Linked DNA regions of Ovis aries: region 1 is linked to region 2. Evidence: chromatin contacts called from public Hi-C data. All regions are on one chromosome and are shown on one strand. Each heading gives the region's core, a stretch centred on a gene start, on an enhancer-like site or on the middle of the called end of the contact. The rest is flanking DNA. Distances are from core to core; before and after follow the strand shown.

Region 1 (2,700 bases), core at 144-2,643, 89 kb after region 2:
TTACATGTTTGGAATGTCCTACTGTAAGACTGATGAATGTAAAGAGTTAATTTCAGGGTACAGTATTGCCTTAATGGTTTTAAAAAATAAACTATTTTTAAAGATTATTTGGGGAGTTTTGAGTGATGCTGTGAGATGAACTCCCTGGCTGGAAAAACCAGTACCAACTATAGGTCTGCCTGAACCCAAGCCTGAGGTTGTCTCCACCTGTGAGGGTCCAGTAACAGAGTGGACCTGGGACAGTGCGGCCCAGAAGACAAGACCCAGCACCAACATCGTCAGTGAAAGCTCTTTATTCGTCCCCTCATCAGACATGTCTCTATCACCCCCAGGCAATGTGCGCTGGCCCTGCAGAAATTATACAATCGGACGGAGCAGTTCTACCCACTAAGGACTGGGGCCACACGGCGAGCCCACGTCAGCGTCTCACCAGCTGCTAAGGTGGGGGCTGTGAGGCTGCGGTCCCTGAGCGCGGGCGTCTGGGGTCTGCCTGTGGGCGCCGTCTCGGCCGGCACCTGACCCTGGTGTTGCTGCAGGCAGACCCCAGCCCCCTGGGCTCCAGACATGGCTCCCACGGCCCAGAGAGAAGGCCGGCACAGCGGCTCCATCTCGGCCCCGTCTCTGACTTGGGCCATGGAAGCCCGCGTGGCCACGAGCCCTGGGTGGGCACCGCTGCGGCCCTGGTACCAGACTGCACTCATGGTTGAGAACTGCGCTGGCTGGCAGGCCTCGTGGAGGGGACTTTCCTTTTCTCCAAGTCTTGCTGAATTTCCTGAGGGAAAGCATCCACGTTGTCCTGGACACAGGGGAGGCAAAATCTCTTCGAGTAGAATAAACTGCATTCCTGAAAGAAGGGAGGGGAGTGCTGAGTGCCACAAGAAGCCCAGTGCAACATCTCCCAGAGGGCAGCCCTTCACTGCAGGCAGGGCAGCGGGGTGAGGCAAGGCCCCCAGATACACACATCAGAGAGGAGCTGGGGGGTGTGGCCAGAGCCAGACAGCGAGAGGGAGAGTGGGGCGCAGGGGCCTGGCTGCCCACCTCCAGGAGGGTGGTCCTCATCTAAGAGAAGAGCCGGTGGGCTTCTGAGAGGGCAGTGGGGGCAAAAGAGCCAGGGCCGGAGCCCGCAGGCCGTGGGACTGGTTGGGTGAGACCCGTGAAGGCGGCCAGGAGACGGTGCAGCCCGGCTTCTGCAGGGCAGGGCTCCACTGCGGGCCAAGGCTGAGCACAAGCCCGGCCCAGCGGGCTGGAAACCCGAGGTCCCTCCCTCTCCTGGCTATCACGGCGGTGAGACGGGCTCGGTGACACCGGTGCTAGGAGCAGCCGGGGATGGGAGGGATGGCCCACAGAGCCGGAGGCCACCGCTGAGTGGCTGGTCTGGGCAGGAGGTCAGAACTGCTCCACCACGTACAGTGGCGAGCGTGGCACCCACTAACGCTGCACTGATTTCCGTCCGGCGCAGGGCCCGGGCCTGCCTCCCAGCTGCCCTGCAGCCAGGTGTGGCCACGTGGCTGAGTCTGCTCAGCGGCGTCACCACAGCTGTGTGCCACCTCCTGGTCAAGCTCTCTGAAGGAACAGGCGTGTGCGCTCCTGTCCCTTCCCACCAACGGGGATGTAGATGTGATGGTGGGAGCTGCGACTTATGCAGGGGACCCAACAGGTCCTGCGCTGAGGACCACAGCTGTGCCCCCCCAGCCAGCGCCACTGGGCCGGGCTGTTTGTCTCATCTGTCCCGTGTATCGGGGTCCCTTCCTTCCAGGAACTTAGGCTCTGCCTCAACCAAGACAACTGTGGAGATCTGACGCCACACGGGGGCCCATCCCCTCTGTCACCAAGTGCGGCCCGAACTCCCAGGGCGGCAGTCCTGGCTTCCCCCGCCTGGCCCCACTCCCGACTCCCGCTGCGTCCCGTCCACACAGGGCCTCCGCGGCGCCAGCTGCCCGTCTCCTCACATGGCCCCACAGTGGAGCGGCTCCCTCTGGGCCTTTGCCTGAGCTGAGGCTTCCTCCCACCTGCCAGTCTCATCACCTTGACTTCTGATGGATGGAGACTGGCTGTCCCAATCTGCTCTGTGACACAGCCCCCCTGCCGCTCCGCTGCTGGCCCTCAGCCCCCAGCCAGAATACTCAGGGATGCTTGGGCTGCAGAGTCACTTGGGGTAAGGGTCTACACAGCTGCACTTCCATCCGTCCTCGGGTTTTCACACAACAGGCTCAGCTGGCCCAGTGAACTGGGCAAACTCCACCTCTCCAAATCTCAGTCTCCTCACCTGTAAAATGGGTGCAGCACTGCTCTGCCTAACTAGGGCTGGGATAGGAATAAAGAAGGCATTGCTGGCAACACACGTCCCAAGCACAGGGTCTAGCACACAACAAATGCTCCAGAAAAAAACGCCCCTTCCTCTGGAGGGGCCCTGGAGGACAATTAGAAAGAAGGCTACAGTCCCACGGAGGGAAGAGCACAATGCCAGCTGCACTTGGTGGGGGAGGGGAGGCGATTAGGGGCTAAGGGGTTGGGGGGGCGGTGCAGAGCCTCCAAGAATCTCTCCTCAACGCCCACTGAGACCCTCAAACTGACCCCAGCCTGCCTGTCCCCAAGCCCTCTGTTGGCTGCAGGGACCCACCCATGATGAGGCAGAGCAGCTGCCCCCGCCAAGTGACCGTGAGGGGCCCAGGGACACCAAGGCCAGGAAAGGCTGCCGCT
Region 2 (2,700 bases), core at 59-2,558:
CCTTGAGGGACCCACCTGGGGGTACAGCCCTCCAAATTATCCTTCATTCAGTCCTTTCCAGCTGGGAGACAGGCTCGGAACAGGCACTGGCTGTACTTGAGGATTAAAGGGACAATGCTGAGGGCCTTGGAGGCACAGGGAAGGAGGGAGGGCCACAGAGCAGAGGTGGGTCGGCGGAGGGAGAGTTCACAGAGAGCTTCCTGGTTCAGATAAGTCCTGAGTGGGGTTTTGTAGGATGAATAGGAGTTTGCCAGCTACGAAGTAGGGACAGGAATGAGAAGCCCCCTCGTTCACACTCTGACTGTGCAGTAATCTCCCATATACAAACAAGTTCCGTTCTGAGTCCAGCTGGCTTGAAAGTCCAACAAAGTTAGCTTAGCTACCCCACTAACACGAGCAGGTGTACAGGACTGTGCCGTGTGTGAGCACGCTCAGTCACTCAGTCGTGTCCGACTCTTTGAGATCCCATGAGCTGTAGCCCGCCAGGCTCCTCTGTCCATGGGGTCATCCCGGCAAGAACACTGGAGTGAGCTGCCCATTCGTACTCCAGAATACTCTACTCAGAATACTCTACTGTAATAGGTTTATAATACTTTTCACACGAATTAGACAGAAAAACAAAATTAAAGAAGCTTTTAATCTCATAGCACAGTACCCTGAAAAGTACGGTAGCCCAGCACTACAGCTGGCACACAGGGACTGGCGTCACGTGAGCAGGCGAAAGGAGCTCCTGACCAGAGCAGGGAGAGGAGGTGGGAGGCGGCGGAGCTGCAGGGCTGTGAGCAACGGGAGACGGAGGGCAAGCTGCCGTTTCCCTCACGCAGGACGCGAGTGTGTGCACAGACGCACGTTCACAGCCGGGAGGTCCATGCGTAGGGGCCTTGCTGTGTATGTGTGCTGTGTGCTGTGGGGGCCTGTGGGAGTTGCCGTGTGATATGCTGCTGGGATGGAAGGGCCACGGACTCCCTGTGGAAGCCGGGGCCCCTCATGTCCAAAAGGGCAGGTCCTTTCTAGAGTCAGTCTCAGAATTAATCCGGAAGATTTAGTTGCAGGTGAAAGAAACCCACGCCAAACCAGCTTAGGCCTAGAGACGGACTTACTGCCTTATGTAAGGAAAAATCCAAGAACTGGACCAGCGCCAGGCAGGGCTGGTTCAAAGGGCATCCCCGGGGCTCGGCCCCTGTTTCTGCGGACTGCTTTCCTCCACGTGCCCCGCTCCTCCAGCTGGCTCCACTGCAAAGGCGGAGAAGCCCAGGCCTTGCCCGCCCCACCCCTGCGCCATGGGAAGCTGCCCCCCCTTCCCCAGCAGTGAGTCACGGCTCAGCGAGCCCGGCTGTGTGTGCTCCCTGGCCGGGGTGGAGCCGGCTCCGCGGGGTCGGGGGTGGCAGTGGCTTGGCGGGCAGAGCCGAGCTGCTGCTCCTGGGACCGACACTGAGATCAGTGCCGGGAGGACATGGGCTTCGTGAGGGCCCTTGCAGTGAGTGACCTTGACCTGCGGAGGAAATGGGAACTTCCCGTCTGTGCCCCTGAGCCTGTCAGAGCGCTCAGCCCAGCGCGGTGGCCAGGGGCCAGGGAGCAGCGCCCTGGAGGCCAGGCCAGCGTGGTCCTGGCCATAACCTCCGGGAGGGCAGGGGAGGCACGGTGCTGATTGTCCTGCTTCTCTCTGGCCACTCAGGGCTCCACGGGACCCCCAGGGCACCTCTGGCAGCCACCAGGTGGGCACTGCTCATGTCCGCCCATTCTTCAGGCCAGGAACCAAGAGTCCTGCAGCCCATGGGGGCCTGGCGGCCTGTCTCACCCACAGCCTGAGCTGCCCTTCGTGACCTGGGCCCTGGGCCCGTAGCCCAGCCTGCTCTCAGCCAGGGCGAGCAGTTCGCTGCAGATGGGCACCTTCACCAGGGTCCCCGAGGGACCCAGGGGCAGCGTGGCACAGCCACCCTCCAGGCCACGACTGAGTGAGTGCCCTGTCTGGTGAGGGGGGCAGGGTGGGCAGCAGAAGGTTCAGCCTTGATACGCAAACCAGGCTGGGCAGAGGCCCAGGGGCGCCCACCTGCTCACCCCTCACGGGGTCCTCCCTGCGGCACGGCCTCCAGTCTCCCGCAGAGCCACTCATTCACTCAGTGCTGAGGACTGGGAGCGAGGTAGCCAGTCCAGGCCGGCTGCCCCCAGCCACCCACATATCCCTGACGGCCGTTTTCTCACCCTGAGCTGGCGCCAGCCCCAAGACTCCTGACCAGGGCTTCCCTGGTGGCTCAGTGGTAATGAATCTGCCAGCCGATGCCGGAGACACGGGTTCGATTTGTGATCTGGGAAGGTCCCACGTGCTGCAGAGCGACTAAGCCCGCGCCCCACGACTTCCGAGCCCAGGAGCCGCAGCCGCTGAAGCCCACTCGCCCCAGCGCCCGTGATCCCCAGCTAGAGGAGCCCCTGCAACTAGAGAAAGGGCTGCCCAGCAATGAAGACCCAGCACAGCCAGCAATGAATAAATAAAAATCATATTAAAAAATGAGAAGACTCCTGCCAGAGCCTGTCAGAGCTGGAAGGGCTCTTGGCCAGGCCTGGGGCTGGTGGTCAGCAACCGGAGGGGCCCTGGTGGTGGAGAGGTGCCCCCCGGCTCCTCCATCAGTGCAGGCAGAGGACAGGAGGTGCCCGCTCCCACACCCCACTTTGTACGACTCGGCTCCGGTGCTAAATGCAGAG

What was found. Hi-C and Micro-C count contacts between places; a contact is called where the count stands out from the background.
Region 1: a Hi-C map of liver shows a contact between it and region 2, with 1.9 times the contacts expected there. The contact joins two enhancer-like sites. A contact is called at or near these places in 4 of 16 Hi-C or Micro-C datasets (hypothalamus, liver and tail adipose tissue).

What each region holds. Positions count from the first base shown.
Region 1 is chr3:222,422,453-222,425,152 of ARS-UI_Ramb_v3.0, forward strand. CDPF1 (cysteine rich DPF motif domain containing 1) reads right to left here. Exons shown (of 4, transcript XM_004007051.5): 4 at 278-844. The coding sequence ends at 698. PPARA (peroxisome proliferator activated receptor alpha) reads left to right here. Exons shown (of 8, transcript XM_042247880.1): 8 at 1-107. Among named protein-coding and RNA genes, the nearest start is that of CDPF1, 7.5 kb to the right of the region's middle. Within about 2 kb of position 1,394, at least 5 of the 54 cell types and tissues checked have an H3K27ac peak or open chromatin away from gene starts, as enhancers often do. A contact at or near this core is called in liver, where this site is marked.
Region 2 is chr3:222,333,818-222,336,517 of ARS-UI_Ramb_v3.0, forward strand. No RefSeq gene overlaps it. Among named protein-coding and RNA genes, the nearest start is that of MIRLET7B, 13 kb to the left of the region's middle. Within about 2 kb of position 1,309, at least 20 of the 54 cell types and tissues checked have an H3K27ac peak or open chromatin away from gene starts, as enhancers often do. A contact at or near this core is called in liver, where this site is marked.